2 separate regions of the Sus scrofa genome follow, and region 1 is linked to region 2. Evidence: chromatin contacts called from public Hi-C data. All regions are on one chromosome and are shown on one strand. The core of a region is the stretch at or near the end of the contact, and the rest is flanking DNA. Distances in the headings are between cores, read along the strand shown.

Region 1 (5,608 bases), core at 1,966-4,465, 1.2 Mb after region 2:
AATTCTGAAAATTAAAAACATGAAAATTCTTCTGCTTTGATTTTTGCAGGGAAACACATTCAACGTCAGCCATTAAAGAAGTTATGCAACTTTCCTGTAAGGCTCCTACTAGTGTGAGTTTTTTGAGCCAACCAGAGAATTGAGGGAATGTAATTAGGCCTTCAATACACACAGTTCCAAGGCAGAAGGAAAGGGCTCTGCTGGACATGGCTCAAAATAAAAGATGGGATGGTGAGAAATCTGAATTACCTACACCGAATCACATGCAGCTCTTGGAATCTCTGTGCAGTAATGACCCTATCAGAGATGTCTCCCAATAACACACACGCCCGCAGGAACTTCCTCAGCTAAGATAAATGAGAAAATGAGGTGTTTTGGAGAGCACTGCTTCCCGCCATCACCCCTAGCTCCCACGCAAGGTTGGCAAGTTCATCCGGCTCGCTGCCCTCAGGGGCTCCCTCCTGTGGCTTGGCATGGTCCCTGCTTAGTGATTTGGACGTCGAAGGTGGCTTGAGTCTGAATGGCCTTTTTCCACCCTCAGCGGCCCAAGCTCCATCTTCCCAACCTGGCAGAGGCCTCCCACAAGTGCACGGGCTACTGTGTTCAGAAGGCCTGCACCTCTCCGTCTGTAACAGTTAAAGCAGATGGGCGAGGGAGGCCAAAAGCTGAGCTTTATTTCCTTCTCATTCCGGCAACACCAAGCCCCAACTTACTCTTGTGGATGGTGCAATAAGAAGCAATGTCACAAACAAGGTTGAAAGGGTATAGTTAACAATTCTTTTTAATACCAATAATATTCCACCCACAGAAGGGCATTGTTTAATGTGTCAGCAAGGGTGATGGATTTGTGAATGGATTTATTTGCAAGTTCACCAAATCCCCATGTGACTAACATAAGAATCAGAAGTGAAATATGAGGACACCTTAAAACAAAGTTACCCCCTGACTCACAAACACAATAGGCAATAGGATAGCTGAAGACTGGGATAATTGAGAAAGACGTACTAATAATACAACACAAATCAGGAAGACGTACTAATTATACAATGAGGAAAAAGTTAAGTTCCCTTCATTGCAAGGATATTCTTCCAACAGCAAAACCTAGTGTGACTATAAAGGAATAAGGATTGGGTAGGCGGCAGGTAATACAAGTTATGAGCATATCAGCCCAAACCATGACTAGTTTTAAGTGGTTAAAATCGCCAGCGGATGTCAGGAGTATTCTTTCAAATTTTACTTCCGTAAACACATACAGGGTAATTCCACGTTAATCTCTCTTTTATAAATTTAAACGGCACTCACTATGTCCCTGCCATTTGGGTATTACATCAATTACCTGTAGGCATGGATTCTGTCATCTATTCCTTTTAAATTTCCTATTTGCTTTCCAGCACACACAAAAAAATCACAGCTAATATTTCCTGCCCTCAGATGCTATGGGGATTGTTGTTTTCTGTTAACACTCTCCTCCGACCTCTACCTTCCCTAAAATCACTGGCTAGCTAGTAACTCAAATAACTCTGACTATAATGCTCCAAATCTCTTCAGAGAGCAGACATTTAAATACATGAATATGTTTTTAAAGATATTTTCAAATCATCTGACCTTTGATCAAAAACAGTTATGCTCTTCTTTCACTCGTTCATTTTTTTCACAGTTCTGTAGCTGGATTTCCTATTGTAGAGAAATACAGAAGTCCCTCAGTGACTGTGGGGAACTGGTTCCAGGATCCCTGCCAATACCAAATTCCGCAGATGCTAGGTCAGTTACACAAAATGGGGGACAGTCGGCCCTTCGTACCCAGTAATGCAGAATGAAGGGCCAACTGGAGTTCCAACAGTAACACAACTATTTCGTGAATTCTCCGACCTCTACTCTTTGGTTATTTGTTCATTTTTCCCTCCCTATCTATCCTTATCATCCCATCCTATCCTTAAATGTGGCATCCTAAAAACCAAAATAATCCTTCACCATCTGTAAAACACTTTTAGAATGAAAATTCTCTCTGGAGCTTTAGTTTATATCCTTTTCCAAGACAGCCACAAACACAGAGAAGATCTGTACACCTTACTGTAAACTTGCCTTCAGCTATGCCTATCCAAAGTTACTTACTAGCCAACAGTCTTTTAAAATACATGGTTTCTGTTCACAGTGCCACCCCAAAGAGACTGTTATTCCTATAAACTACATTAGTATCAACTGTACTTTTAAAGATTACTGCCACTCCACAATTCATGGGAACGCTGAAAGTAAGTAACTGCAGAAACGTTACTTGTGTTACTAATCTTGAGACTTTCAGGTAATGTTCTGACTTAAGGTCCAAAACAGCTGAATACAGAACCTAGCCTGTGAAACAACTTTAAAAATCATTCCTGAAAGAAATAAAATTCTTCAGAAACTTCTGATTTGTTCTAAGGGACTCTCAGGGTTTCAGAGCTAAAAGGTACTTTGTTGGCTACTGGTTCAACTCCACCTAACTACTAAGAAAGAAAAGTGGGAAAGGACACTCTCCACCACAAGTAAGGTGCAGAGAGGACCACAGGTGGCCAAATGCTCTCCAGATGACTTCCATCAAAACCTCTGACCTCCCACAGAGGTCAACGTGCAAGGGGAAAGAAAACAACAATTTTTGAGTAGATGGGGCCAATATTCTGGACATCCCTCTAAGGATGAAGCTGACCGGGGCGATCTTCTGATACAGGTCTGGGTGGGCAAAGTCTGATTTCACTTTCCAGACAGTGTAACGTAGCATTTCCCGGCACATTAAAATCGCCTGGGTAGCTTTAATAAAATTACCAATGCCTGAGCCCCACTTCGCGCAATTCAAATTTAACTTAACTGCGCATTTAAGTCATCCAGTGATTTTCGTGCATGGCAGAGCCAAGAGGCTCTGGAACCAGTTCCTTCTCACAATTAACCAACGATTTAGGGATCTCATGGGCCTGTGTCCACCTCTTGCCTCAGGATGATAATGACGACAACGTGACGGCCAAGCCCTCAGCTCTCCTGGCCTCAGAGAAAGCCAGGCTCAGAAGCCTGCAAGACCCTCCTTCATTCCCCAAATGAAACCCAGCCGCCCCCGAAGTCACCTCGAGGGCGCGTAAGTTGAGGATCCTGGGCGGTGGGCGAGCAGGGACCTACTTCCGGTGGGAAACTGAGGATGCGGGGAGCAGGAGAGGCTGTTGCCGGGGCGACTACACGTGGGCTTCCGGTAAGGGTGACGCGCCGCGCAGCGCCGGAAGTCCCGCCCCTCGATGTCAACGTCACGTCCTCGCCGCGTTCCGCGCCACGCCGGGGAACTGGCTGGGAATGAAGCTCCTCCCCTTGGGGCGGGGCGTCGGGATCGCCGGTGTAGGGTTTCGCCTCCAGATTGAGGCGCGCGGCTGTAGACCCTCCCCTGTGCTGGGGTCGGGCGTTAAGGCGGGAAGGTGAGGGTCGTTTCTGCGCGGCTGCGGTCCCCGCAGCAGTTCCGCGGCTTTTAGCTTTTCGCCCTTCTCTCAGTTTTCTCACCTTCGTTCCCTGGTGTTTACTTAGCCTTTCCCTTTTCAACTAAAAGGGAGGGTGTTCGTGGCCCCAGGGAGAGACGCCCAGCCATTGAAAATAGTCACCCAGATCAGAGTTTGAGTCCACTTCTAGCCCTTAGTTTATTAACTTCCTTAAGCCGCAGGTTCTCGCCCCGTAGAGGTGACTAATAGTGCAGAGTGGCTGGTGCCTGATAAACATAAATTAGTGCTTATTAGCATTTTTAAAAATCACAGTCATTATCAGCAATACCTGTTCTGTTAGCGTCGCAGAGGATCATTAATAACTAAGCATACTCCACTCAAAGACTGGCACATCCTTTCTGGGGCAATTTGGCAAAATGCTGCAAAAGCCCTAAAAGGGGGCATATTTTTATACTAGAATGTTCACTTCTGAGAATTTATTCCAAGGAAGAAAAAGACGTAAACCGGATGCTCATTGCAGAATTATTTGAAAAAGTGGAAAATAAAGTTATTATACTGAATACACTAATTAAAAAAAAGGAAACTATAAATAGAAACGAAACCAAATAGAGTTATGGAAACTTTGTGAACAAATTTCTATTTGACCAAAAAAAAAAAAAAAAAAAAAAAAAGATGCAGGTAACTGAAAAAAATGCCAAGAAACATGAAAAAAAAAAAAAAGTGGAGAGTGAAAACAACTTAGATTCCTAACATGAGTGGATAGCTTGAAATGTAGTCTGAATTGAGGCGGGCTGTAAGGGTATATTACACAGTGGATATTATAGAATTCGTTTGAGAAAAAGACTAGATCTCATTTTTAAATAGTGACAACATGTTAAGGAAGGACTGTTTAGGTTGGATAAAATATACAAATTGGGAGTTCTCTTGAGGCACAGTGGCTTGGGTTGCTGCTGTGGTGGTGGTTCAGTTCCTTGCCCAGGAACTTCCATAGGCCAAAAACCGTATTTTGTATAAAAATTAATTTTACCTTTTTCTTTTTACTTTATAAATGTGGCTACAAGAACATTAAACATTCTATATGGGGCATGCATTATATAATTATATATGTCTGTTGGACAATAGTAATTAGCACAGACAATAAATTATATAATTGTATACCGTGGTAAGCGGAATGCAGAAAATACAGCAGAACAAGGGCCAGAAAATGCGTTTATATTGAGGGTTGTTTTTTTTTTTTTTAAACAAGGTCTGTCCTCCATTGTTCAGAAAGTGATTGTGGGAGGAAATAAGATCTCTGTGGATAGAAGGGTTGGGGGGAGGGGGGAATAGCAGGGATGTGGTATCTTCTGGGAAAAGTCAGGTATGGATGGAAGCTGATAAGTCAGTTTTGGTTCTGGTGGAATCCCTGCCAGAGGGAAGAAACCACATGAAGGGGGGGGGAGGAAGCGGGGTAAAATACCAGAGAGGAAGACCTCAGGGGGCCTCTGGAGAAAGCAGAACAAAGCAGGCTCAGAGTTGGATGGGTTTCAGGTAGTTACTGGAGTCCCAGGAGTTATAGGCTATATATAGTATTGTGAGTTTGTGTGTATATACTCTCTTTTTGGGTGGAAGGTGTCCAGAGTTGTCAAGTAGACCCACAAGACCAGGGAATCACATTCCACCTACCTTGTGGGTCTACACACCTCAGTTTGCTGTCTCGGCACGCATAATCCAAAATGGCACACCTTTGCACCTCCCTTCTAGCCTGTGGGAAGAGGGAAATGAGAGGCAGATTCACGTCCCTTCCGTCGAAGGTAGGGTTTCTGCACCTCGACATAATTCATATTTGAGGCTGCATAATTCTCTGTTCTGGGGCCTCTCTTGTGCGTTGAAGGATGTTGAGCAGCACCCACTAGATGCCAGCAGCACCCCCCATCTGTGACAGCCAAAAATGTCCCTGGACATTGCCAAACGTTCCCTGGGAGTAAAGTGACACTCCTCCCCCAGTTGAGAATCACTGTTTTAAGCGGTGCTTTGACCTCAGCAACTGCCCACAACACTTCTGCTCAGGTGGCCAGAGCTTCATCACAGCTATCCTAACGGTAAAGGAGTCTTGAAATTGTCTGCTGGCCAGGTACTGAGGTAAAAGCTCCAAAAGAAGGTGAGGAGCTATCAGATTCTTC
Region 2 (5,293 bases), core at 133-2,632:
GGAACCTAGGTAAATAATTCAGGATTTGTGGGCCAAGAGGAAAACCGGCGAGGATATCATGTAAGTAGATATGTAACAAGAGAGAAAACAAACTTTCACAATGTTTTATTGATGGAATCCAAACTAGAATAGTAATTGAGTGGGTTTTTTTTTCTTTTTTTTTTGCAGTACACACCCACTAATGAGAGAAAGGTGTTCCTTTTTGAAAGGGATAATATTTCTAATTGGAGTCCAAAGGTATTGTCGTCATTATCATCGATACACACATGTTCAAGAGTAAAACAATGTTTAGCGCTCTGGTACAAACAGGCAGCATGCGTTTGCAGACCCCCTGCAGTTGGGCACCAGTGATCTGCAACGGGTTTTGGGTTATTCCAGGTTGGGGGTCGCTCCTGGCTGCAAGGCGCCTCCATCGCCACTTTCCGCACCCTCCCTCTGTGCCCAGTTAATCCGGTTCATTGACTCGCCCCCGCGAAGCAGGACAGAAAAGTCAAGATTAGGGTCCCGCAGCTCTCCCTTGGAGCCAGGCCACCCAGGGTTTCTCATCCTATCGCCTTGGTGTTAGCATCCCCCGCCTGGCAGCACTCGCAGGAACTTTCTCCAAGCCTGCTCCCCCTCCCTCTCCCGCTCCGCCGGCTTCTCCTCCCGCCCCGCCTCCTCCCTTCCCGCTCCAGCTCCTCCTCCCCCGCCCCTCTCCCTTCAGCTCCTCCTCCGGCAGCTCCACCTCCGGGTTCCGCCGCTGCCCTTTCCCACCCCACCTCCTCCTCAAGCCCCTCCTCCCTCAGCTCGGTCCCCTCCAGCTCCTCCTACCGGAACCGCGGCTGTGCTTTCCCGCTCCTCCGCCCTCGGCTCCTCCTCCGAGCCCCGCAACTGCGCTTTTCCGTTCTTCCCACCCCGTAGCCCCTCCTTCCTCCGTCCGGGGCCCTCCAGCTCCGCCTCCGGTTCCGCGGCTGCGCGTTCCTTTTCTTCTCGCCCCTCCTCCCGCAGCTCTGCCCCCTCCAGCTCCTCCTCCGGAGCCCGCGGCTGCGCTTTCGCGTTCTTCCCACCCCGCAGCCCCTCCTTCCTCCGTCCGGGGCCCTCCAGCTCCGCCTCCGGATTCCGCGACTGCGCGTTCCTTTTCTTCTCGCCCCTCCTCCCGCAGCTCCGCCTCCCTCCAGCTCCTCCTCCGAGACTTGCGGCTGCGCCTTGCGGTTCCTCGGGCTCCTCCTCCTCCTCCAGCCCCGTCTCTCCGGCTCCTCCTCCTGCCCGCTCCGCCCCCTCCAGCTCCTCTTAGCTCCGCTCCTGCTGGTGTCCTCCACTCGCGCTTTCCCGCTCTCGTCGGGGCCTCCCGTGCTTCTGCCGCCTGTGCCGCCCCGCGCCGCTTGTAGCCCCGCGCGCAACCATGCCCAACATCGTGCTCTTCAGCGGCAGCTCGCACCAGGACCTGTCCCAGCGCGTGGCCGACCGGCTCGGCCTGGAGCTGGGCAAGGTGGTCACCAAGAAGTTCAGCAACCAGGAGACCAGGTGGGGGCCGAGCCGGGGAGGGCGCTGGGCTTGCGGTTGCGGGGCCGGGCCGGGGCCGGCGCCCGCCCGGGACCCCCTCCGCGGCCGCCCGCTCCCCTTCCGGGGCGGGACGGCCACTATGCGGCCTCCGCGCCACCGCCGCGGCGTCCGGGAGAAGCCGAGGAGGGCGGCCCCAGCCCGGAAGAGCGACCTCGGGGCGGTCACAGGGTGTCGGGAAGAGGTGGGTGCAGCCGGCGGGAACCGCGTCGGTGCGGGGCACGCGGGGAGGGACGCCCCTGGGCGTGCTCGACCCGGGGTCCGGGTTCCTGCTGGGCAGATCCTAAGCCCCGGGCGGGCTCTGTCGGGAGCGTCCCGCCCACGTCCCCGGCCCCAGCAGCGCGCTGGATTCGCCGCGGACGGTTGAAAATGCCGCTTCCCTGCCATGCCCCAGAGATTCTGATCCGAGTCTGGGGGCGTTTTAAAAGCTCACAGGTGACAGAGTTGGGCGTCCAGGGTGCTGGTGTCTGAGTTATCCAGGTTGTGGTCCTGCATAGTGTTTAGAGCCTGGGAACTCGCGGGCGCACGTGCTGGGATCCCCTGTGCTGTTAACTTTTCTGCCTCAGAGTTGATGGACTTTTTTCAGCTTCGTCGTCGTCCTGGGTCTCTGCTGTGTCCGGCAGCAAGGCCATGATGGCTTGAGGGTAACTGCTGCCTCTGTCTCAGGTCCACAAGAAGTAGTCTGTTCTGTTCAGTGAGGTCAGGCCGGTGGCCCCCTCAGATATCTTTGGCAAAGATCCAGTTCAGCCAGCCTTTTCAACAAGTGGTGCTGGCACAGTTGTTGCAGCTGCCAAATAAAACCAAACACAGACACCCCCCCCCAAACAAACCATCCCCCAAACAAAAATAAAAACAACTGCATCCGTACTTCCCACCATTTCAAAGATGAACTTGAAAATGGATCACGGGCCTAAATGAAAAACCTAAAACTAGAAACTTCTCGGAGGAAACAGGGGAGACAATTGAATGATCTTGAATTAGGCCAAGATGGCTTAGATACGGAGGAGAGATGTTACTCCATGTCCAGAAGCTGGAGTTGGCTGTTGAGTCAGCTCTCGGGGATATGGGAAGCCCTTCTTCCAGGTGGAAAATGCCTGGTATGCTGCCCTGACGGTAATGGAAGTGAAGAAACATTTGCGAATGGGTGTCTGATGGTACTAATGCAGGAGTCATTCAGCTAAAGAATGCCGCTTGGCATCCAGAGGTCTTGGAGGATGCCTAGGGCTCTGGAGAAGGATCGTCGATCTAGGTTTGAATGCGGCAGCATTTTGCCAGTCCCATGCACGTTGCAGGAGCTTTCAGAAGAGTGTGATAATGGGTGGTGGCCTGTAAGTCAAGGAGAAATTACTTGCTTTTGCCTGTTTTAGAACAGCCTCTTGATAATTGGAAATCAAGAGATTTCAGAAACCACTCAGCATGAAGTCCGGGCATTGCTTACGGAGTTACCTTCTATGCTTTTACATATGTTTGATGTTTTTACGATCTAGACTTTTAAAAGGTTAATTTCCTGACTGTTCTCTTTTCCACGAACTGTCTAGGTCCAGAGGTTGATTTTTACAAACAGGCCTTCCTGTGTCAGGTACGGTGCTAGGGATCCAGTTTTTACCAAGGTGGTCCTAGAGATGAGACGCAGACGGGCAAAAGGCTGAGAGCATTGATGCAATTTCTGTCCAGGGGCCCCTTCCTGACTCGATCCCTCAGCCAGGACCAGAAATCTGGTCTGCTGTCTGCTGGTGCTCACTGGCCCCATTCCTCATTTATAAGACACTGTCTGATTGGACACACAGTCTCCATGATTTCACCTTCTCATCTCTAAATCCTGTCAGCTCTGCAGGAGGATGTCGTCCCAGCTTTACCATAGACCCGTGAAATCCCACAGCGACATCCTAGGACAGCAGTGATGAGGGTGTCTGAAAGGCTGCTGTGACCCCTTCTACTGGTCACTTCACCTGCCTGCAGAGTCTGCTCTCTGGATTTTAAGACCCAAAGTTCTGGCTCTCCGTTGTGTAACACATCACCCCAGAACCTCATGGCTTAAAACAGTAATTGTTGATTGAACTCGCAGGCTGGCCATCTGGGCCGGACTCAGCAAGGAAGGCTTCGTTCCCTCCCATGTGGTGGCGTCAGGGACGCTTCACTGGGGCCAGATGATCCACTTCTGAAATGGTTCACTCACATGGCCAGTAAGTTGGCATTAGCTTTTGCCTGGGCGCGTGGTCAGGAACCTCAGTACCTATCCGTAGGGTGCTGGAGCTTCCTGATTGGAGCATGGAAGCTGAGGGCCAAATGCAAAGGATTCTAAAACACAACAAAGGGGAGCCACTAGGCTCTTAAGGCCTGAGCCCCAGAGGGCCTGGTCCCTTCTGTGCCCTTGTGTTGTCAAGCACGTAGTCTTCCCAGACCCAGGGGCTCGGACCACAGATCACACCTCTTGATGTGAAACGTGCTTGTCTGCGGCTGGCTTTTAATTACCGCACCCATTCCTTGTTGACACAGATAAACCCATCAGCCGCCTTCTCTCGGGAACAGTAAAGAGCCTCCATCTGCCCAGCCGGTGGATGCTGCCTTCTGGCCACGGTTTTTAAAAGACCTCAAATAAAGATCAGTCGTGACCATCCTGAAGAGTAGAAGCAGGAATAGCTTGGGAAAAAAGTTGCCATGGTGATTTCTGGACTGCTCGGCAGGGGGATTGAGGTTGCTGAGAAAGACTAGGCCAGAGAAGTTGAAGTTTGGGGAGAGACGGTCGGCAGACCAGAAGCTGGTGAACCTTTTCTGTAAGGGGCCAGGTAGCGAGGCTCTTGGGCTTTGTGGGCCCGGGGCAGCCCCGTTGCTGCCGCATCCTAAGTTCTGGAGGACCGAAGTGGAACACTCTGTTCCTTCTGGAGGCTTGAGGGACGCCTGGCTCTGACCCTGCTTCCGTGCTCGCATCTCCTTCTCTGACCTCTTCTCACTGCCTCTTCCTTTTTTAAGGACCCTCGTGATGCCTTCGGGCCCACGAGAATAATCCAGGGTAACCTCCCTGTGTTAAGGTCAGCTGACTAGTAGCCCTCATTGCCTCTGCCCCTCTGCTTCCCCTTTGCCTTGTAAATGAACACACAGGTTCTGAGGGGTGGGACAGGGACGGTCTTTGGGAGCCCGTTGCCCTGCCTGCCACGCCATCCTCGGCTCATGGGCTGAGCTGTCTCGGAGCGTGGTTTCCAGGTCGACTTCTCCGCACGGCGGAAGGGATGTTCACCCAGGACTTAGGTTTATTTAGCTGCTTGGTACCCAAGCTCGGAGGGGCTGCAGAGAATTCTGTCTCGCTCGCATCCTGAGGTTGGCCTCGTACTCTTGCATCTATGGCAGAGCACCTGGACGGCGTGACCGGCTCTGGCCAAAGCTCATTTTCAGATCCCATCAGCTTGAAAAATGGCATTTTGTTGTTTGTCTTTTCAGGGCTGCACCTGCGGCATATGGAGCTTCCCAGGCTAGGGGTCGAATTGGAGCTGCAGCTGCCGGCCACAGCCTCAGCAACATGGGATCTGAGCCGCATCTGCGACCTCCACCACAGCTCACGGCAACACTGGATCCTTAACCCACTGAGCGAGGCCAGGGATCAAACCTGCATCGTCACGGACACTTTGTTGGGTTCTTAACCCACCGAGCAGCACCTGCAACTCCTGTTGTTGGTTTTTTGTTTTTTGGGGGGTGGAAGAGTTAGCTGGTGGCTTAAGCAGGTTAAAGATCCAGCGTTGTCACTGCTGTGCCGTGGGTT

What was found. A called contact is a pair of places that touch in the nucleus more often than the background predicts.
Region 1: a Hi-C map of liver shows a contact between it and region 2, with 9 times the contacts expected there. The contact joins the promoter of GEMIN8 here to the promoter of LOC110257839 in region 2. A contact is called at or near these places in 1 of 5 promoter capture datasets (liver) and 3 of 47 Hi-C or Micro-C datasets (embryonic fibroblasts, heart right ventricle and liver).

What each region holds. Positions count from the first base shown.
Region 1 is chrX:10,667,972-10,673,579 of Sscrofa11.1, forward strand. It overlaps GEMIN8 (gem nuclear organelle associated protein 8), which reads right to left and starts at 3,216. Exons shown (of 5, transcript NM_001244865.1): 1 at 3,090-3,216; 2 at 1,606-1,674.
Region 2 is chrX:9,503,772-9,509,064 of Sscrofa11.1, forward strand. LOC110257839 (histone transcription regulator 3 homolog) reads right to left here and starts at 1,383. Exons shown (of 4, transcript XM_021080605.1): 1 at 1,305-1,383; 2 at 811-1,268. The coding sequence starts at 1,383. PRPS2 (phosphoribosyl pyrophosphate synthetase 2) reads left to right here and starts at 1,263. Exons shown (of 7, transcript NM_001243801.1): 1 at 1,263-1,503. The coding sequence starts at 1,382.